2 separate regions of the Mus musculus genome follow, and region 2 is linked to region 1. The links are chromatin contacts, called in public HiChIP or PLAC-seq maps. All regions are on one chromosome and are shown on one strand. Each heading gives the region's core, a stretch centred on a gene start, on an enhancer-like site or on the middle of the called end of the contact. The rest is flanking DNA. Distances are from core to core; before and after follow the strand shown.

Region 1 (4,915 bases), core at 1,127-3,626:
ATACTGCTCTTCATATCTTCAGGGGTTTTGATCTTAAGGAAGAGAGAAGAAACTTAAACACCCCCTTCCCCATTTACATTGCATAGCTGTCATGAATGTACATTGCACTAATTGTAGCCAGGGAAGAAGAGGTTTATTTGTTTGTTTTTTGGTTTTTTGGTTTTAGGTTTTTGGTTTTGAGAATCAGAAATGGTCCCACTTGTAAGGTAAGAACTCAGTCTCTACAACTGATACTAGCTGGAATCTCTTCTGCTATTTTCCTTTCTAGCCTCTTGCTGTAAGAGAACTGACTCTTAAGAGCAAGTCTGCTAAGAAAGCTTGAGGGATGGTAAATAGGTAAATAAAGGGGCAGACAGTAGAGAAACCATCAGGGGAGGTTGCAAGCACGGATTTAAACAGTGGCTGAAGGAAGCTGCTTTGGGCACTGGAACCTGGGCAGTTCCAAGCGCAGGGATCATTCGGGGATCATGGTACCTTGCAGAGCTGGAAGGAGATGCCCATCACCTGAAAGTAGTCACTTTAGGTTATTCCTGACGGATGGGCAAGTCAGAGCCTGGGATTTAGATGAAATGTGAGCTCACAACTTAATTCAGTTCAGGTTCTGGCAAGAAATCACTTCCCCAGCATCCTTAGGAAAAGAGGCTTGCTGGACTGGGAAAGAGAGAGGAGACCAACCAGATGCAGGGCATCAAGCTGGGGGAAGCCAGACCTCCATAAGAAAGCTGGTGTGGATTCTGGGAATATAAAGGATGTGATGGGATTCAGGTCATTTTCCAACCTGTTTCGACCTGATCTAAACGATAGGAATAGGAAGTTGAAACATATAACATTATATGTGAGTTAAGATAATAAGGTGAAAGCCAGGCATGGTGGCACACGCCTTTAATCCCAGCACTCGGGAGGCAGAGGCAGGCAGATTTCTGAGTTCGAGGCCAGCCTGGTTTACAAAGTGAGTTCCAGGACAATTAGGGCTACACAGAGAAACCCTGTCTCAAAAAACCAAAAAACCAACCCCCCCCCTCAAAAAAAAAGATAATAAGGTGGCATATCACTAAGCTATCCACTACAGACTGCCCATAGGCTTATACTCAAGTTGGTTCACTGATACACGTGGTCTGACTGAGGACGGAAAATGAACACTGGGCAGTAGAGTGGCCACAATGTTAGATTCCCAAAGAAAACTCACCCTTCATCCAGGGGGTGGGGGTGGGAGAATCCCTGGCCTTGACACACTATGTAAAGAGAAGAACCTATATTAAAGAATAATATTTCATCCCAACCATTGTAGAAATACCTTCCAGTGGAAGGATTCCTCAGATAGCTCACATATAACACAGGGGAGGAGGGAGAGCCACTCTGTTTCTCAGTTTTAAGATTTGATTCCCCAGAAGCACAGAGTAATCATTTAGCTAGACCATACACATTGCTCTGCAAGAAAGGCAGAGATGGGAAATGGTTTTGTTTTGTTTTTCTCTTCATCAACCTCTCAGAGTTCTCCTTTTCCCTTCCAGTAATATCTTATACTATTGTATTCTGATCTGAAAAAAAAAAAAAGGCCATAAGGTTCTAGATAATTCCAAGACCAGTCACATCACTCTTCGTCCAAAGCCTAGGCTGAACACCAGCTGTGGAGATGCAGCTGTTACACAGGAAAGACAGGTGAATCCCAGTGTCTCGGGGCTGAGTTGTCGGTTGCAGATTGTATGGCTGAGGGTTTCAGAACTGTAATCCTGTTTGTTGAGAATCCCTGCCAGTAAACTTGGGGGAAGCAGGCCAGGTTTATGTCAAGCTAAATGGAAGTACATCCCAAGACATCTGCATAACCTGTGTGTGGCTCAGGGGGGAGTAGGTGGAGCCGTGAATACTGATGCAGGAGTTTAATTTTAAAGTAATTGTGTAGGCATATTCCACCATGTGTGGGGAGTTCAGAAAAATGAAGATTGGACCGTGGAAAGGTTTCAGGGAACATAGAAAAAGACCATCTTTCTCTGAGTTGCCTTTGTCTTTGGTCTGCATCAATGTCTTTGGGCAGGCTAAAAAGAATTTCTATAAGACTGATGGGCTGAGTGTCAGCAACACAGGCTTTATAGGCAATTACATTTAAAACAAACAGCCTCAAGTAGTTTTCATAGATATGCTTGCTTTTTTTTCCCTTAAACTGCCCCACTCTCTCCTCCCCTGCTACATTCACAGTCATTTGTTTGTTATTTTGGTAAGCCTAAACTCTCTGCAGTTTTAACCCTTCACTCATCCAATCTAATGTTCACTGGACTCTTCCAAGTTAAGTGCAAGTCACTGTGCTACGTTGCTGCCAAGGACCATGGAAGGCTCTTGTTCCCTCAAGGAATGTGCAGGATTACGAAAGCTAGAATAGCAGAAATGCAAAGAATGACGAGGGTAAGGAAGGCAGCACACAGCGGACAGTTATGCAGGAAGGAGAAGACATATCTGCTCTGAGAATCGGCACACAATGTTGGCAAGGTCACCTAGACTCAGACGGGCAGAGATGGGAGAAGAGGCAAAGAGACATTCTAGACGCGGAGAACAGGATATGTAAAACTATGAGGTCACCCAGTGCTAAGCACATCCCATTTTAAGGAGCATAGAGTTGCCTGAACGGTCACTGTCTGACACCCTGGTCCCTGCTGCCTGGAGGGCTGTGTCTGGGAAGGTGACAGGTGAGAGATAATGAATCCTTCTCCCATCCTGGTCAACTTGAGACTACAAAGAGGATGGACATGTAAGATCAAGAGGGGTGAAACGGGCCAAAGAGTGAAGCTTTTAACATCTGTTACTTGTCACATGCACATTCAACTTACAATTGTATTTTCCATCAGCTCCTAGAATAATCAGCACTTTCACATGGTTAAGCAATAAATTAGGCTGCTGTGATGACTAATATGATCGGCCCTCTGTGATGACACAGAATAGCTCTCCTTCATTTGACCAGGATGTTCCAATTACGCTTTACATTTACTGCTTTACAATCAGTAGACATGCCTATATATTGTCACAGGGACTCTCTCTGCTAGTGGCTAATAAGTCCTAATTGTGACAGTGACATCATGTCCATGTGACCAGAAAAGACCCATGCTGATAGCCACTGCCTGAACCAGAAGAGGTCTTATGAACATTGATACAAAGATGCTGTGTTATGTAGCAAATGTTTGACAATTCAATGAGAGGGGTCTTTAATATCTAGTTTAGTTTTTGGAGAATACTACTATTTACAGATTTCCCACAATACAGTGCAAAATTTCTCGTGTGTATGTGTATGCTCGAGTTCTAGGAAAGCTCACTGCATTTAATTCCCCCACCATGTATAAAAGTAGAAAAGGAGTGTATTTCTAAATGATTTGCTATCCCATCAGTTGGAAACAACACAATCAAGCAATGAATGTAGGTAGGTACAGCCAGGTTAGGCATCCCTTCAAGATATGAATGTGTGGCAGGGTTATGCAGATAACTGACCACCGAGGCTGCATTACCAGCTCCATAATAGAGATATGGGCCTTTCAGAGCCCTCTGTTAATCATATGTGCACTGTGAACTCCTAAAAGCAAGTCTTGCTGGCAGATCTACATCTTACATACAACGTTTGGCAGTCTTCACAGGGACTTAGTGGGTTCAGTCATGTTCAGTGATTATAATCATAAAGAAAATGAATCCAAGGGGAGAACATGGGAGGCTGCTTGAATTCTTCAAGTATCAAAAAAAAAAATGATACTGGGCACTGGAAAGATGGCTCAGCAATTACGAGCACTGGCTGCTCTTGCAAGAATTTTTTTTTTTTAAAGTATGGATCCCAGCACTCAAATGGCAGCTCACAATTTTCAGTAACTCCAGTTCCAAGGGATCCAATGAGCACTTTTGACTTCTGTGGGCACTACATACATGTAGTACACATACATACATGCAGGCTAAATATGCGTGCACACACACACACACACACACACTGTACACAAAGTGAATGCAGAGGACCTGGGTTTCACTGTCCCACAAGGAAGCACACACTCAGGTTCTGGACTACTGATCGAGTGAGGTCGTAGGACGCTTTCAGCTTCTTGTAGGAAACAGGTTTTAAAAAAACAAGGAGCATTTTTGAGCATGTTAACAGCATAATGGGGCTAAGAGTGGCTCCTTCCCTTTTAGATGGATGGCCTTCCTAACCCATCAAGAAAGACCTATACAAGGTGTCATGGTTTGTATATGCTTGGCCCAGGGAGTGGCACTATTAGTGGCACTGAATGTATGTATGTGTATTGTGATTGTGGCCTTGTTGGAATAGGTTTGTCAATGTGGGTATGGGATTTAAGACCCTCACTCTAGCTGCCTGTAAACCAGTATTCTGTTAGCAGCCTTCAGATGTAGATGTAGCACTCTCAGCTCTGCCTGCACCATGCCTGCCTGGATGCGCCATGCTCGTTGATAATGGACTAAACCCCTAAATCTGTAAGCTAGCCCCAATTAAATGTTGTCCTTATAAAAGTTGCCTTGGTCATGGTGTCTATTCACAGCACTAAAACCCTAACTAAGACACAAGGGTAGAGCCGGCCCAGTGACCACTAGGAATATACCAGTTAAAAGACCATAATAATTCTGTTGCCGATGCAATACAAATGGAGACATTTTGAGCTTCAGATCTTGTTAGTGTTTCATGGCTATTTTGCAAGCTTGGCACACACATTTTTCTCCTGGGACTCAGATTGCTACAGGGATTAGGAGTTAGTATGAAACTGACCTCATTCCACTCTTATTCCTCATTAGGTATGGGCCAGTACTGCTCTAGCAAGAAGGTATATAGAACCGTTTTAAAAATGAAGAAGCCCCCCCAAAGCAAAGGGGTCACCCGTGTGTATAATAGTGTGCAACGAGGAGGGGGCACACTTTTATTGGGGAACCAGGGCTAGTGAAG
Region 2 (4,915 bases), core at 1,702-4,201, 260 kb before region 1:
ATTATAGTCAAGTGTCCCACTCCTGGCAAGGAGAAATAGTCCCCCTCTTCTCTTTTGGGGATCTTGGTCTGCATGCAAGCCCATTGCTCACGCGTGCCTCCTGGGAGTGGAACAAATTCCCAGTGAGAGAAGCAGGGACCAGAAGCAGCGGGAATAGCGGGAATAGCGGGAATAGCGCTACTGGGGGTTCTTCAGGCTTTTCTTGCCTTAACTTCTCTGGCGGACTCCCAGCCGGGTCGGTTAATGTGCCTAAGGATCATGTTAGTGCTTGCTGAAGGAGGACCCAGTGCATCAGCTCCTCCCTCTTAGAGCATTCTCTCCTGGGTAAACTGTAAAGAGGCTGTGCCTGCGTAGAGCACATCCTGGAGCAGACTCAGAACCCCACCCACGCCCTTTGTAATTAGGCCGTGTTAACACGTGAAGTGCTGCCTGGTCAATAGTCAGAGCTAAGCGAGTGTGTATGTGCTCGTTTTAAGTGAATCACCATTCATATACTCATCAGTGGCCCACAGTGCCAGGCGTGTGCCAAGCAAGGGCTGTCTTCTGTCATCTTGTGAATAGCTCTGTGAATTGGGGATGCTGTTCCCCTGATTAGATGTCACTGCTGGACCGTAGGCAGCCAAGTACTTGTCCCGAGCTAAGTGGTGAGTGGTAATGAAGACTGCCTGGCACCAGAGCTTCTCAGTGTCCCCAGGAGCGTTAGAGCATTCCGCATCTGCTCTCGCCCTCCAAAACCAGAGACCGCTCCCATGGAAACAGGTCTGCTACAGAAGAGGAGGGAAGACCCTGCCGTAGCAAGCACAGAGATTTCACTTGGACTCCTTTGTTCTCCACAGATTCCTCAGGACAGCTCAGATGCCATCGTGAGCAAGGCCATCGACTTGTGGCACAAACACTGTGGGACCCCAGTGCATTCGGCCTGACAGCTCGTGACTACATGGGCAGTCTGCAGGCCCTCCCTGAGCACTTCGTTCACATCACCTGCTCTACCAACTGGTTAGAAACAATAGTCTCACTGTGGTGCTCAAAATGTAACTACCACCCCTTCCCCCAATCAGTAAAATAATTTAATCAAAATGCCTGGCGTGGCCATGATGTGAAGCTGCATCTCTTGGTGACACCCACATGCAACTCTGGGACAGGGCACTTAGGGAACTGCTCCTGGTCTTAGGCAGCTTAGCTTAGGTGCAGCCAGGGCACTCTTGTGAATGGTAAGAGCGGAGCCCTGCCTCCCTCTGAGCACCAACATTAGTTAGGAAGGACTGGTTCTGGAAGAAGAGCAGCTTTCTTTCCCTGGCCTCTCTGATTTGGCTTTTGTCTTCTGTTGCCCTAGAATGTGTACAAGTGTGAGCTGACTGCCATCTCATGCTCTGTCTGGCTAACCTGGCGTGTAAGCAGTCCCTGCATTCCCTTGTGTGTTCCCTCCCTTTGTGCCAGCCGGAATGAATCCTTGTCTTTTCTTTCTTGGGACAAGGCCTCATTCCATACCTCACTTTCTGGAACTCTTTATGTAGCTGGCCTTGAACTCCTAGCGGTCCTCCTGCCTCAGCCTCCTGAGTGCTGGGATTTTATTTAAAAAAAAAAAACCCTCAAAATTTACCATCTAGAAGGGGTGAGCACTTGCTTGGTCTTTGTGGGTCTCTTGGTGTTTTCTAACAAATCACTAACTGTCAGGTGCACTTTCCACAGCCCTGTGCTACCACAGGATGGGGAGGGGTGGAGGTTAGGGTTAATAGCTGATGATCCTCGGGCCATGTTCTGTCACACAATGGTCACCCTTCATGAAGCATTTGATGACTTTGAGACTGAAATGGGGCCCTTGTTTCCGGCTTCCTCAGCTCACAGTCCTGAAAGAATGTGGAGAGTAAGTCAGACATTTTCGTGCCATCTCCCTGTGCACAGTGCGGGGAGATGCTGAAGTGGAGTTATGCTTCTGAGAACCCAGCCCCTCCTCAATGTGTGAAGTAGCTGGCCACAAGGAGCAGAGAAGAAACGGAGCTACTGAGCCCAGCTGGTCAGTCTGCAGGGTACCAGACAAAGGATGTCTTTAAAAATGAACTAGGAACTCCATTCAGAGGAAAACCCTCTTAAAACAAATTGCCACCTGCAGTTAATATTTTAAAAAGTGATTCTCTGCCAACCATTTATTTAGTAACTACTCCAGTAATCTGAAGAACTTTGAGGACATAGGGAAAGCACGCATGCAAAGGAAGCTATCTCAGCGGGATCTGTCCTAGTGATCACAGAGAATATGTGAAGCTCACAGAGACACGATAAAGAACGTGTGTTCCTTCTCTGTGTGTGCGTGTCCACGTGTGCAGAGATGAGTGTACTTGGGTACATGTGTAGAGGCCAAAGTCCACCTCTGGTGTTTCTGAGGAAGGCCATCCACCTTGTTCTGTGAGACAGGGTCTTTGAGACCTGGGACTTGCCTGTTAGGTTAGCTAGGCTAGGTGGATTGCGAGCCTCAGGGATCCTTCTGTCTCTGCTTCACCAGCTTGGAGATCACAGCACACGCCACCTGTGTTCTGCTTTTTCTCTGGGTGCTGCGGGTGAAGCTCGGGTCCTCAGGCTTGCAGAGTAAAAGTTGTATGGACTGAGCTACCTCCCCAACACGGGTTCCTTTGCCTTACCGTGGATGTATTATTTGAACATCTTTAGTGAAATCGATGTGTTGAAATCCACTGGTGTTTGTGATCGCCAATCCCAGGAGATACAAAAGAACTAGCAACCCTGCCCTGGATGCTGGGGAGGTGGGCTGCCTTGAGTGTGCACAGGGGACCAGACAGGAGGCCTGCAAGCTGAGGGCTGCAGACTCGGAGGCTGCAGTTGCTCTCCTTGCTGTTCTCCCAAGGTCAGAAGGTCTGTTGTGGTGGACTCCTGCTGTACTGCCCTGGGCCCAGACAACACCTTGCATGTGCGCACTGTCAAACCCAGTCTGATGAAACCTGTCCACAAAGTGACTCAGAGTGACAGCATGCATATTTTTCTTATTAGAAACTAAGCAGCCAAGGGCTCTTTGAGAACTCTATGAGAACTCCAGCACACAGGGACCCACTAGTTCATGGCAGAACTATCTGGAGAGAGCTCAGCATTTAGCTTCTGCCTCCCTCCCCCGCCCCAACACCTCTAATAAAAGTGCCTGTGTTCTGTTTCTGCAGAACATTGTCAGGATGTAGGGAAGTGTTGGCTACATAAAGCCCAGGGTGCTAGTCACGGCCAGGGCTGGAGTTGTAATGTGGAGTCTTCTGCTTTGTAAAGCTGGGACTTACCATGGTAAACTTAGTTCTGGTCTGTCTCTTCTAGAGTCTTTAAGCACCAATGACAGAAGCTCAAAACCTTCTGGGACTAGAGACACAAAGGAAAAGGGATGTGTGGGCGTGTATATAAGTGGAAGGGGCTAATATATATGTGGTGTTTGTGGGTATATATACCATATACATATGTATATATCCACATATATGTGGTATATGTAGAAGGGGACTGGTATATATGTGGTGTGGGGGATAGGTGTGTATGTGGAATGTGTATTTGTGAGTATATATGTCAAAGGGGGCTGGTATCTATGAGGTAAGAGTGTGTGAATAGGTAGGTGTACATGTAGATTATATAGAGGGTCAGTGTGTGGCATGTGTATGTGTGTTGGGTATATGTATATGTGGAATGTATGGTAGTTGTATATTTGTTGTGTGTAAGTATGCCTGGTGTATATGGGGGGTCTGCCTGTGTGTTGGAATATGTGTGGCTTTGCCCTCATGACAGTTGGAACTTTTGAGGGAGGCAGTATGGAGCAGAGACTTTGACTGACCTGCTTCTAAATGCTGCCCCTGCCTCTCTGGTGCCCCGGCCATTTGGTGTCTGGCTCCTTAGTTTCCCTTCCTCCTGACTTAGATGTGAGTGCACTCCTACTTATGAGTCAGCACTGAATGGAGGGCTGGGTTGCTGGAGAGGCCCCGGGGCCTACCCACTGGGAGCTGATTGCTAACAGAACATAAGCAGTAAGCATCTGTTTCCTTCTAGCTGAGAGCACCTTTCACCTCCCGAGCTGGCACACAAGGTAGATACGTGACTCTGAGATGCAAGGTATCAGGGGGAGAGGTGTCAGGATAGCCTTTGGATAAGGGAGCAGGGCGCTGCGGCTCTCCCTGGTTCTGTGCTCCAAGCCCACCACTCAGCTTTCCTTCCCCCAGCCTCACACTTGGATCTTTATCCACGTCCTATCGCATACATGTTGGTGTGCCATCACATGTGGTCTCTGGGAACACTCAGTCACAGCAAGATGTGGTGGGTTCCAGCTATACTCCCAGCTCTCTGGAAGTGAGGATGACGAGCTCAGGGCCAACCTGGGCTATGTGAGACCCTGTCTCATAACAAAAGTAAAACTCCAAAGAAAAGCAAACACCCCCCCCCCCCCCCCCAGAGCACTCTGGAATGGGAATGCCTGTATCCTTATGGTTAGTTACGGAGGGTGTGGCTGGATTCTGCCTGTTGAGCCATTTTATCCTTCAAGATCTATCTCAGCCTGTCCTGCTCAGAACTCTGGGCTGGAAGCACATTTCATTTCCTCTCTGCCTCTAGCGTTTAAGAAATTATCCAGTTTGCAGGACTGGTTTGGGCTGTCTGAGACTTTGGTCCTTCCTTCCTTCCTTCCTTCCTTACTTCCTTCCTTCCTTCCTTCCTTCCTTCCTTCCTTCCCTCCCTCCCTCCCTCCCTCCCTCCCTCCCTCCCTCCCTCCCTCCCTCCCTCCCTTCCTCCCTCTTCCCTCTCTTTCTTCTTAATTTTTTTGATGTCTTGGGATGGAACCCAGGGCCTTGTGCACACTGAGCAAATGATGTTATGAATCCCCACCCTAGAACACAAAGAAATGTGTGTCCTTTGCGGACGTATGCTGTATGCGTGGGTTTGGAGGTGCATG

Evidence for each region. HiChIP or PLAC-seq counts read pairs in DNA pulled down with a chosen protein or histone mark.
Region 2: an H3K27ac HiChIP or PLAC-seq map of the NIH/3T3 cell line shows a contact between it and region 1, with 4 times the contacts expected there. The contact joins two enhancer-like sites. A contact is called at or near these places in 1 of 484 Hi-C or Micro-C datasets (nephron progenitors) and 1 of 115 datasets of contacts at active chromatin or transcription factors (the NIH/3T3 cell line).

The regions. Positions count from the first base shown.
Region 1 is chr13:42,887,697-42,892,611 of GRCm38.p6, reverse strand. All of the region lies in intron 3 of Phactr1 (phosphatase and actin regulator 1), which reads right to left. Among named protein-coding and RNA genes, the nearest start is that of Gm52053, 120 kb to the left of the region's middle. Within about 2 kb of position 2,376, at least 32 of the 459 cell types and tissues checked have an H3K27ac peak or open chromatin away from gene starts, as enhancers often do. A contact at or near this core is called in the NIH/3T3 cell line, where this site is marked.
Region 2 is chr13:43,147,902-43,152,816 of GRCm38.p6, reverse strand. It overlaps Tbc1d7 (TBC1 domain family, member 7), which reads left to right. Exons shown (of 8, transcript NM_001252639.1): 8 at 837-1,077. The coding sequence ends at 923. Among named protein-coding and RNA genes, the nearest start is that of Tbc1d7, 21 kb to the left of the region's middle. Within about 2 kb of position 2,951, at least 39 of the 459 cell types and tissues checked have an H3K27ac peak or open chromatin away from gene starts, as enhancers often do. A contact at or near this core is called in the NIH/3T3 cell line, where this site is marked.